Linked DNA regions of Sus scrofa: region 1 is linked to region 2. A link is a contact called in public Hi-C data. All regions are on one chromosome and are shown on one strand. The core of a region is the stretch at or near the end of the contact, and the rest is flanking DNA. Distances in the headings are between cores, read along the strand shown.

Region 1 (5,914 bases), core at 678-3,177, 670 kb before region 2:
CACAAACTTGGTCATGAACACAATCACAGATGTGTCTGCAAAAACTTATATAGACACACAAGTGAATTTACAAGCATGTAGGATACATTCACACATACACATGTAGAGTCACACAGATCCATTTGCACACAAATGTAGAGATGGACAGCCATGCTCACAGCCAGAGACTTTCAGGCAGACAGTCTACAGAACTTGCACTGGGTTGGGATCGTCTTTGACATGTTATAAGTGAGGGACAAAGGCTGAGAGGGTCCAAAGTCTTAACCCACTCCCATATCATGACAGACAGTAAAGCTAAGATTAGATTAAGCTCTAAGGAATTCCTCCAGGGAAAAGAGTATTATTTCAAATAGAGAGACATCACTGCTCATATTTACTTCTGCAGTTACTCCAGTCTTGGAGCCAATTCAGATGTTGTTCCTTGAAAGCTGTTGTTCTGAAAGTTCTACCTTGAAAGTCACTGGTTATTTAACCAATAAACTTTCACCAACTGAAAATAGCTCCTTGTTCATTTTATTCTGATCATGGATATGGAGAGCAAACATCCAGACCATTATATCATTGCAGCTGCCTCTCAACACCCAGGATAACAGAGCGTTGTCATAGAAACACTGTCGCAGCCTTACTCACCAGGAGAAGCCAAGAAGGAGGAGGACAATGTCTCTGATTCAGTTCTGCTTTTTGGACCTCACATATCTAGCTCACATCCGGAATGCTATCTGCATCACTGTTTAGAGAATATATGTTTCTATTGTCTCACTAGAAGGAGCACAGCATGGCATTTGAACAAGCTGTTCCACAGTCTCCACCACAGCAACTTGCTCAGCAACTATGCTCAAGGTTACACTGCCAGTGAGTGGTGGGACCAGGATTCAAAACCAGAGAGGACTCTGAGCCCCTTTCTTTCTCAGTAATCTTACATGACCTCAAACAAATGATGGTCTCAAAATAAGATGATTGAATTCATGGTGAGGGTTTTGCTAGGTGGGAAGGATTGTGTTCTCCAGAAAGCAGAGCCTTTGGCAGAAAAGTCCTTGTGCACTCCGACTGCTGTACCAGAGAGCAGAAGTGAGGGGTAGAGGGGGAAGCAGGAAGTCGGGGAGCCAGTGTGAGGGTGTTGTTGAGCTGGCTACTGCCAACTGCAGTTTGTTGCTGCATCTGTGGGCCAAAATGCCTCTAAGGTTGATAGCTCATCCTGTGGAAGTGGAAGGAGGAGGTTCTGATCCCCCACTCGGTGGTCAAAGGTTCAACCCCAGGGTGTGAATTCCATGTCCATTTCCCAGTTGCACACACATCTCTGGGAGACTGGAGGGATTGACAGGGATGGTTAGAGTTGGGTTATAATGAGCCTTGCATGGTGGTTCATAGATTCAGGGCTTGATTCTGTAAGCACTGAAGGACTCCAGGGATATTTTGAAAAGAAAAGTGGCACAGTCAGTGGGAAGGACCTTCCCTAGTTCTATGAATTCCTTATAAAATTTTCATTATTGGCTGAAGGGAATATTTGTGAAAATATTCCCAAGCCAGTCCTTGATAATAGTAGTGGCTATACAGATCCACATCTCATGGTCACTGTGCTTTCTCATCCATGACTTCCCAGCCTCTCTGAATCTCATGGGATATAGGCATTTCCATTTCCAGAAGAGGCAGCATCAAGCAGGACTCATGGAAGATAGAGACTGGAGTGATGGAAGATAAACTTGGCCAATGCACGAGACTGGCCTGGGAATGTTTGTTCAAATTAAGATAATTCTCATTTCTTGGGGGGTGTTGTCATTGCTTTTAGGAAAAAACAGAAGGGTAACATTTTGGTCTCCCTTGGGCACCCGAGGATTATTCATTTGGAGGCTCTGCTTTCCCTCCTATCATTTTACCCACACAGGTCCCTGGGCTAGGTGTCAGCCTGGCATAGCCGAGCCAGATGGCTGAGGCATTTGCTGCCAGCATCACCCTAGGAGACAGGCAGACTTGTTCCTGCCTGCTGGTCTCTTGACTACCTTCAGTATAGGACAAAATTAGGGTAGATAATACAGACATTTCATCTGTAGGGCACATTATGATACAAACCACTTGTCCAAATAGTTCCACATGAATCTCCACAGCTTTCTAAACCATTCTGGTTTCCTATCTTGTATTTCTCTTTGCTGTCAACCAGAACAAATTACTTAGATTTGGCTCTGTGGCTTAAAAAACAAAAAACAAGCAAACAAAGGAAAAAAACTAGAAAAGGCAACAGGCCTAGTAGCAAAGACTAGTCCTTCCCTAAGATTGTTGAGAAGACTTAATGAGATTATACATAAAAAGTGCTCAGCATAGTAACTGGCACATAGAATGTGCTCGATAAGTATTAGCTACTCTTCTTTATATCATCATGGTTATTGCTGGGTTTTGATAGTCTCATCATCTTTAACCAGAGTTATAGTAATAGCACTCTCTTCCTCATCATTGGTCTCATTGTGAACCTTTCAGAGCTGACCCTAAATGTTGTGAACTAATACAAAGTGTCTTTCTCAGTGTCTAGTATAGAGTTGCTGTCTTAGTCTGTTTAGGCTACTGTAACAAGTAGACTGGCTGGTTGTTGCTATAAATAATGCACTTTGTTACTCACAGTTCCTGCAGCTGTGCCATCACAGAGGCTGGCCTCAGAGTGCCAGCATGGAAAGAGCCCTCTTCCTGGCTACAGGCTGCTGACCTCTCACTGTGTCCTCACATGGCCAGAGGGGCAAGAGAACTTTCAGGCTTCTTTATTTTTTATTTTATTTTATTTGTCTTTTTGCCTTTTTAGGGCCATACCTGCAGCATGTAGAAGTTCCCAGGCTAGGGGTCAAATCAGAGCCACAGCTGCTGGCCTATACCACAGCCACAGCAACTCAGGATCTGAGACATGTCTGCGACCTACACCGCATTTCATGGCAAGTCAGATTCTTAACCCACTGAACAAGGCCAAGGATTGAACCTGAGTCCTCATGGATGTTAGTCAGAATCGTTTCTGCTGAGCCACGACGGGAACTCCTAAAAATAAGGTATTTTTAGATTGAGGTCTTGGTAGCCCCCTCAGTTCAGCCTGTTGAGACTCTGGGGAAAGAATCCAGCCTTGTGCCTGGACTCCTGATCCATGGAAACGGAGGTCATAGAGGCTTGTGTTGTTAGAACCACTAAACATGTGGTAACGTGTTATACAACAGCAGAAGCCCTTAAAATGTTCAACCTCGCTCCTAAACAGTGTCTTTTGGGGGTGGGGGGAGAAGATATTTGCTTACCTATACATAAAATATCTGTGGAAAGTTTCTAACAAACTGATAACAGGAGTACCTTTTGTGGCATAGCAGAAACAAATCTGACTAATATCCACAAGGATACAGGTTCAATCCTTGGCCCCACTCAGTGGGTTAAGGATCCTGCGTCGTCATAAGCTATGGGGTAGGTCACAGACACTGCTCGGATCCCACGTTGCTGTGGCTGTGGTGTTGGCTGGCAGTGGCAGCTCTGATTTGACCTCTAACTTGGGACTTCCATGTCGTGGGTATGGCCCTAAAAAGGAAAGAAAGAGAGAGAGGGAGGGAGGAAGGAAGGAAAGAAGAAGGAAAAGAAACTGATAGCAAGTGATTGTTTCCAGGGAAGCATGTGGGGAAGAACATTGTTGCTGCAGGAGAAAAATGAGGAATTTTTACTGTACAGTTTTTCACACACACTAGATTTTGAACCATGTGAATGTATTACCTCTGAAAATATTAACAAACTTGGGAAAACAAGATTAAGGCTGTCTTTTTGTCCCTATGATCATTAACTGGTCCCCTGAAGAAGAAGATCACCCACCTAGAGAGGCCAGACACCCCAAGAGAACACAGTCCACAAACAGTCAACTACACGAAGCCTCTGTTAATGAATCTGATGGGGTTTTCTTCTAAACATTAAATATTTTTAAACTGTCAGCAGATTGTGCATTAAAATGGATAAGGAAATGGGCAGCTTAGTAAACGCCAATTACAGTGAATAATTAAAGTTATTCTGGATCTGCTGAAGTGGATGAGCCAAAATGGAAGCTGATTCGTTCTGTCCTCTGAGGCACAAGTGTCCTGAGTGTTTCCCGGGTGAACAGTGCTAACCACAGCCCTGGTTGTATCTGAGCCCAGAGGTGAAGTCCAAGTGTACCTGTTCCTGAGAAGACAAAGACGAAGAATCCATCAAATTCTACTGAATCGGTGTTCAGAGAAAGGACCATCCACAGGATAGCACAGTGAGAGAAAGCTTATTAGACATTTAGGAAATAAATCAAAAGATGTTTGCTTGTTAAATGCAGAAAGCAGAGCCAAGGTGCCACACACTAAGGTGAAGGTCAAGACGTCAATGCAAGAAGTGCTCCTCTTATCTTTCATTGTTCTCCCAAACCAAGGGGATGGTGTGACATCACACCTGGGAGGCTTGCTCTGTATGGGGGGGTGTGGGGCAGAGAGGAGTGTGAGTGTGTAATAGAGATGTTTTTACACAGATGTTAGGAAACTATGATTCTATCCCAATGTCCCAGTGGAAAGTGTTTGATGATACTTAGAATGATCAACTTTTTTTTCTTTTTTGGCCCCCACAAGGCATATGGAGTTTTCTGTCCAGGGATCAGATCTAAGCTGCAGTCTCAACCTACACCACAGCTGTGGAAATGCTAGATCCTTAATCTCCTGTGCCCACTGGGGATAGAATCTGTGACCCAGCGCTCCAAGGACCCCACCAATCCCACTGTGCCACAGCAGGAACTCCAGGATGATCAACTTTTTTAAGACAGCAATCATGACACAACCATACAAGACCTAAAAGCCCTGGTAATAATATAAACACAATAATTATATACATATATTTTTACCTTAACATCAAAATATGAAAATAAATGTTTTTGAAATTATTATGATTCCATATTTTCTTTTCCGTTACATACATGTTAAATTATAAATTATTGAAAGAAAACACTAATAGGATTAGTTAATAGTGGCAGTTAGTAGAAGTTAGTAGCAGGTCTAGTGAAAGGAATAATATGCACGAGAAAAACCTAACAATAATTGCATGTTTCTTTATATTCTTTGATACAGTAGTTATCTTTTTTTAGATATTTAAATTTTGTAGGTAGATTATTGTCTGTTTTTAATATACACGTATGTTGAACTTCTAAAAAAGAGCTGATAAATACAATAGGACAGTTATCTATATTTAATAAAACATAGCAGTGACTTATTTCTCTCTGACTCATGATACCATGGGATTTTTTACTCTTTCCATTTCCTTTTTCAATAATACTTTTCTGAGCTACCTGTGGTCTTCAGGACATTCTTCCTTCTCTTTTAGGTAGCAATAAAAATAGAGTCAAACAGGGAGTTCCTACTGTGATGAGTGGGTTAAGGATCTGGTTTGTGGCAAATTGCGGCATGAGTCGCAGCTGTGGTTCAGATTCAATCCCTGGCCCAGGAACTTCATATACCACTGGTGGGGTCTAAAAGAAAAAAATAAAATAAAATAAGGAGTTCCTATTGTGGCACAGCAGAAGATAATCCGATTAGCGTCCATGAAGATACTAGTTCGATCCCTGGCCTCACTCAGTGGGTTAAGGATTTGCGTTGCTGTGAACTGTGGGGTAGGTCACAGATGTGGCTCAGATCCAGCATTGCTGTGGCTGTGGTGTAGACCGGCAGCTACAGCTTCAATTTGACCCCTAGCCTAGGAACTTCCATGTGCTGTGGGTGTGACCCTAAAAAGAAAAAAAAAAAAAATAGAGTCAAATGCAAAATTCACATTGACTTTTTGCTCTGTTTACCAAGGCTACCTTCCACTGATTCCTTGAATCAGTCTAATGAAGACAATAAGCTCTGTAGCCTCTTGACAAATGCATTTGAGCACAGAATGCTTAAGGTTGTATTTACTAGCAGTAGCG
Region 2 (6,573 bases), core at 1,494-3,993:
CGCCCACAACCTTCTCCCGTCCCAGCCCAGTGAATGGGTTTGTTCCTTTGAGTTTTATGTTTTCTCTGTGAAAGCCATACTCTTACAAAAGATGCTTTATCCAAATATTCTGCTATGCCAGTAATCTTTATTCCTGTAAAGCCGAGTCTTTCGCAACACCAAAGCCAGGAAGGACTCTTCCCCCCTTTGCTTTCTCTGTGCTCACATCTTTCCCTAAAGCAATGACAACAGAAAGCCTAGCTGCTTGTTTGGGGTGGAGTGATGGGCAAAAAAAATTTTGAGAAGCGAATATTGGTTGGAGGAGGCAATCTGTTAATATTATCCTATCACACTTATGAGAGACAGAAACAATAATAGGGTTCTTAGAGGAAATATTCCTGCCACTACTCAAATGAAACTTGTGTCCTTAGCCTTAAGAAACAGGAGTTCCTGTCGTGGCGCAGTGGTTAACGAATCTGACTAGGAACCATGAGGTTGCGGGTTCGATCCCTGCCCTTGCTCAGTGGGTTAACAATCCGGCGTTGCCATGAGCGGTGGTGTAGGTTGCAGACGCGGCTCGGATCCCGCGTTGCTGTGGCTCTGGAGTAGGCTGGTGGCTACAGCTCCGATTCAACCCCTAGCCTGGGAACCTCCATATGCCATGGGAGCGGCCCAAGAAATAGCAACAACAACAAAAAAGGCGAAAGACAAAAAAAAAAAAAAAAAAAAAAAGAAATAGTGCATAGCTTTGGTTCTGTTCCTTGCTGCACATGAGTAAAAAGACTTCAGAAACCAGAAGCACTGTTTTGTTTTTTGCTTTTTTTTTTGCCACGGCAATGTAGAAGTTCCTGGGCTAGGGATGGAGCCTGTGCCACAGCAGTGACCCAAGACCAGCAGTGCCAACACCAGATCCTCAACCAGCTGAGCCATAAGACAGAGTGTCTTCCAGGAGAAGGGTTTATTTTCTCTCTAGGGATCAGTTCTGGAGGAGTTTTCAAAGGTATAGTTCAGGTTATTCAGGTTGGTCCTAGGAACATGACAATTAATATAAAGCTGTTACTTTCCTGTGAAAAATCTGGACACAGTGAGAGTAACATTTGGATTACTCTTTTACACCCAGAAACCTTTATAACAGCAAGTATCATGTTCTACTTCCTGAGAATGCAGAGCCATGCTCAAACCACCTTTGCAGTTTTAGCTTTCATTTTGAAATGTTGATATTATTAACATTTATTATAATAAAGTGTTAGTATTATTATAGTGTTAGCTATTTATGGTAATAATTGCTTACACTTATTGAGTACTTAACTGTGTCAGATTCTGAAACACCTAAATAATTCATTTAATCCTCATAAAAAACTCAAGATACATACTATTAGCCAAATTTACAGATGAGGAAACTGAGACACAAAGAGGCTAAGTAACTTGTCCAAAGTCACTAGTATCCATGAGAGATTGAATTTAAACCCCATAAGTCTGATAACTAAGTAGAAGTACTTAGTTATGCTGCTGAGTTAATCATAATGATTATGATGTAAGAATGGTTACATAAGAATGGTTATGGGGTAAAAGTAATAATTCTTGGATTAATAAGCTACAAGCTGATTCGAAGCTAGTAGATTAAAATAAAATTAAAAAATTTTAATTATCATTTGGTATTTGTCAGACAAAGTCTAAGTTACCAGTTTGTAGCCTGAGAATAGGATTGGGTTAAATATCAACTTATTTTGAATCTGTTATTTATCACGGGGACCCAGAGGTTATGTGCTGAGCTGTTGTGGATCTTAAGGAACCACAATGGATAAACACCATAAACTGAAGGGCCTCAACTGATAAGGAATTAACATTTTAAATTTTAATGTCTTGCAATTGGAAAGGATCAGCCTTAAGAACTGATACAGAAAATTTTCTCAAACAGTACATAAAGGCATATGGAAATGAAACGTTCTCAAGGATAGAAACTGTAAGAAGTGCTGGGGCAGGAAAAAATGAAAAAGAAAAAAGAAAACCAAATTTCTGTCCTCGTGGGGTTTAATTCTCACGGAAGGAAACATGAAATAAATCAGTCAACAATTAGAATACCGCAAAGTTCCAAGGACCATACATACCACTCTTCTCCAAAATTAGGCTATATCAAAAAGTGAGACTGCGCAGTCACACAGAAAGGTAAAACCCTTGCACAAATCCCCCTAAGGTAAAGTGGGCATTGTAATGACGCAGTTTCAGCAGGAATCCACTGCCCTCTCCTGGACCCTCCGCCCCGGCCTCCCGCGCTCACTCACACCGCCAGCATGTCGGGGTAAGTCACAACACGGCAACAAAAGCACAGCGACCACTGGTAGCCATGGCCACGTTGTACCAGGCCTAGTGTTAAGTGACGGACTCTTTATCCTCAAACGACCCTCTTTATCCCTGTTTTCCAGAGTTGCACAGAAGCAGCCCTTCCGGTGAGCGGAGACCGAGAATGGAATGGGGAAGGCCAGCGGAAAAGCTCTCCCACACCATGACAGCAGGAAAAGCGATGAAACCCAAGCGAAAAGAATAAAAAGAACTGCGGCTACAACTACAGCGGAGAAGAAATGAGGGGGAAAAAGAAGGCGGGAACCGCCACAGGCAGGTTCGCGTATGCGGAGGCGTCGGAAGTTGGGAGGCGGGACCGGAAGTTTGGTCGCGGCGCCGGAAGTCTGGAGATGGCACCGGAAGGCGGACCGCGGTTTCCGGACCTGGCGCCGGAAGAGGCTCGTCAGCGCCGCCGCTTTTCGCGGACTGAAGCGCTCAGGGGTTTGAGCTGCGCGGTGGCCACGCGGTTATCAGGAGTAGCTCGCTAACGCTTCGGCAGGTTACCATGTCACACCCGTCTCCCCAGGCAAAGCCCTCCAACCCAAGTAACCCCCGAGTCTTCTTTGATGTGGACATTGGAGGGGAGCGAGGTGAGGCGAGGCGCCCCAGGGTCGGGGTCTCGGGACTTGGGGCCGGGCTCGGGCCGGGGGCCGCTCTGGCGCGGGGGGCGGGAGGGGGGGATGGCTGCCCACAACGAGCCCTGGAGCAATACTACCGTCTAGTCTTGGCGTCCGGGGTTGGGCCAAACCCACGCCCTTGTGCCGGTGCTGTTGGGTGTAAGGAAGTTTCTGGAAATTTCTGGTCGGGGATGGTGGCGGTCTTTCGGCTTGTCTCCGGATTTGTTTTCACTAGCCAGCCACCTAGCACCATCACGTTGGCCTAAGATAAGGTGATTTTATGTTTGCAGGGGGACATTCAAAAAACCTTGGTGGACTCCTGTCACGCCGTGTCTCTTGCTACCGACATAGATCAGTAATTGCCATGTTATACATTAAAGCGACTCTTTAAAAAAATTGTTTCTTTTACTTTTTTTCCTCCCTCCTTATTACTGATTCTGAACTTAGAGGTCCATTCAGCGAGGTGAACATTTCCCTGTTTTGGCATTTGGGAAAATTAGATCCATGTGGCTCTGTGGTTGCCTAGGCTACCATAGCAGCTCTGAAGTGCCTGAAGCCTTGTGAATTAGCACATTGCTTTGTTGCTGAATTGCTCTTGTTCCAGAGCTCTTTAAAATTGCTGGCCAGGCAGTGTGTTTGAATGCATTATACAAACGGACACATCTAGCTTGAGGGACCCTGTGGATGTTATTCATACACATGTATGAACTTAGATGTTCAGTTTGTTTTGAATTTTAGTGCTACGTTTATTTTTCATCTGTCTTAGAGTGGGAACTTTTTCAGCTTTCGCTTTCAAGGCAGTTCTAGGCAGTTTCCACAGAGCACAGAGACTACAGTTATACTTAAAACTTGGCCAGCCTGACCACTCAAAGGATATTTCATTTTCTCCTGTTGTTTCTGTCACCTGAAAAAAAAAGCATAACCTAAAAGTTGAGACATAATGTATTATTTGCTGGACAAAACTGAGGGCTTAGGCCTGGGAGTCAGCCTCTCAGCTATGAGGGACTGCCTCAAAGAGGTGATGGGGGAGCTGGGATACAGGAGTTGTGCCACAAAGACCAGCAGAAGAGTAAAGAAAACCAGGCACCTAAAATTAGTGAGTTCAGTGCTTTTCTATGTAGGTAGGCTTCTGTGCTTATTCAAGTCCTTTCTTCGGTATGCACCTTAGCTATCTATCTAGGGCCATCCTGAATCCCTTCAGGTGCACAGTTGGGGGCAGCTGCGGTGGCTGCCGGCTTGATGGCTGCCAACATCTTTTATTTATTAATGTGGCAGGCAGTATTTTTCACCCACAATTACTTGGTTTTGGAAGTTAAGAGGACATGTCAGAGAAATTAGAATTAAAAACTGCTTGTAGTTCATGGTATCCCTTAAATAGTGCTAGTCTTCTGGCTACTGTATTTATGATCCTTTGTAAGGTGTAATAAAATGTTTCAAATTCATCTAAATATATGATACTTAACATTAGGTAGACTAAATATAGAAAAATGCAGAGCTTGGTATTTCAGTCACTAATTTTACCAACTCATCTTTTACCATTTATTTGGTTGGTTGTGTGGCATACCAACATTCTTTCACTTTTTCTTTCAGTTGGTCGAATTGTCTTAGAATTGTTTGCAGATATTGTACCCAAAACTGCAGAGAATTTTCGTGCGTTGTGTACAGGAGAAAAAGGCATTGGACCCACCACTGGAAAACCGCTCCATTTCAAAGGATGCCCTTTCCATCGAAGTATGTATACTTTTTCTGAATCTCATTCCTCTTATGGATCATTGAGTCCTGTTCTGTAGGAGTTAGGGAAGAAAACACTAAGTAGGGGATGAGAGTCAAAAGTTTAACTGTTAGTTTCCGAGAAGATGCTTTGACATCTGAGACAATGGTCATTTTCATAAGGGTTGTGAAAGGTGGAATGAATTGTGGAAGGGCACTAAGGTTTAGGTATAGAGAAACAGACTGCCCTCAATTCACTAGGGTGCAGTCTGGTAAATAAGTAGTGCTTGGGTAGCTGGTGACAAAAAATTATGCCTATTGGGCTGGATTGCTTGGGAAGGCTGCAGCTGATTTAAAGGTTCAATGTCTTGGACACCTGGTATCATACGTGATTAAAAGATATCATCTCACACTGCTTTTCACACTGTGTAGTCATACATACTGTTACCCAATCAAACTTGGGTCCACTTGCCCACTTGCAGTAAAGCCAATCTACAGACTCTGGATTGTCGTGAAGGAAAGGGCACCATTTATTGTAGGCACAAACCAAGGAGTCCAGGCAGCTAGTGCTTGAAAGAGCTGAAGTCGCTTAGGGAGAGATTTTTAAAGACAGGAATGGGGGGTCGGGGGGAGGTGTGATCACCTCGGGGACATCTTCTGATTTGGTGGTGAGGTCATTGGGAGGCAGCATCATCAACGTTCTGGTTCCAACTGGTCTGGGGTCTTACCTGCTTGTGGGAGGTGTATGGTTAACTTCTTCCGCCTGGGGCAGGGTTTCAATATTTGCAAAACAGATCTAAGGACATGGCTCAGGATATTATCTAGCCCTTAAGGAGGAACTAAAGGTCCTTGACTTTGTTTATGGTTAAGCTATTATTTTGTCTTGCTTGACTCTTCCTTTTTTCTGCATTTTCTCACTTCTCTGATTAAATTTACTTTTTGGAACTGAGGGGAAACTTAGGAGGCTGAAGTTTTTCTGTAGATAAGAAGGTGGACGACATGGGAGGGGGAGGTCTGTTTTGAGGAGCCCCGTAGGGTCCCACTTGGTTACAGTACCTTTGTTTAGTGATTATTTGATAGGCCCCCCAATAGACTGTAGGTTTCATGAGTTCAGGAACTTGGTCTTCTCACCATTTGGTCCTCAGCAGCTAGTATAGTTATTGAGTAGGCACTCAATATTTGTTTAATGAATGAACAAATAAGTTAAACTGTAATTATATCAGTAATTATTTTAAAGACTTGATTAAGAAAATATTAACATTGATTTAAAAATATTTCAGAATTCCTACTGTGGCTCAGCAGAAATGAACCCGACTAGTATCCATGAGGATTTGGGTTTGATCGATGGCCTTGCAAAGTGGTTAAGGATCTGGGTCTGGCGCTGAGTTGTGTAGGTCACAGACAAGGCTCGGATTTGGCCTTGCTGTGGTGTAGGCTGGCAGCTGTAGCTCCAATTTGACCCCTAGCCTGGAACTTAAGTATGCCATGGGTATGGCCTTAAAAAAAATTTACTGGTGGTTTACTTTCATATTTAATAAAATACCAGTGTAAGAAAAGATGGAGATGCTGGAGTTCCAGACCACCTTGATAAAGCAAATTTTGCAGTAAAATAAGTCACACAAATTTTTGGTTCCCACTGTATTTAAAAGTTTTGTTTACACCATGCTTTAGTCTCTTGAGTGTGCAGGAGCGTTAGGCCAAAAAAAAGGTATGTAACTTAATCTAAGAACACTTTATTGCTAAAAAACACCAAAACAGTTACAGTAGTGACATCAGAGATCACTGATCACAGATCACCATAACAAATAATAATGAAAAAGTTTGAAATACTATAAGAAGTATCAAAATGTGATACAGAGACACAGTGTGAGCAGATGCTGTTGAAAAAAATGGTGCCGATAGACATGCTTGATGCAGAGTTGCCATA

What was found. Hi-C and Micro-C count contacts between places; a contact is called where the count stands out from the background.
Region 1: a contact with region 2 is called in a Hi-C map of skeletal muscle, with 8 times the contacts expected there. The contact joins the enhancer-like site here to the promoter of PPID in region 2. A contact is called at or near these places in 16 of 47 Hi-C or Micro-C datasets (embryonic fibroblasts, epiblast stem cells, fetal heart ventricle and 10 more) and 2 of 2 datasets of contacts at active chromatin or transcription factors (alveolar macrophages and skeletal muscle).

The regions. Positions count from the first base shown.
Region 1 is chr8:48,333,889-48,339,802 of Sscrofa11.1, reverse strand. No RefSeq gene overlaps it. Among named protein-coding and RNA genes, the nearest start is that of RAPGEF2, 150 kb to the right of the region's middle. Within about 2 kb of position 1,927, at least 7 of the 83 cell types and tissues checked have an H3K27ac peak or open chromatin away from gene starts, as enhancers often do. A contact at or near this core is called in retroperitoneal adipose tissue and skeletal muscle, where this site is marked.
Region 2 is chr8:47,666,602-47,673,174 of Sscrofa11.1, reverse strand. It overlaps PPID (peptidylprolyl isomerase D), which reads left to right and starts at 2,743. Exons shown (of 10, transcript NM_001244386.1): 1 at 2,743-2,909; 2 at 4,527-4,667. The coding sequence starts at 2,825.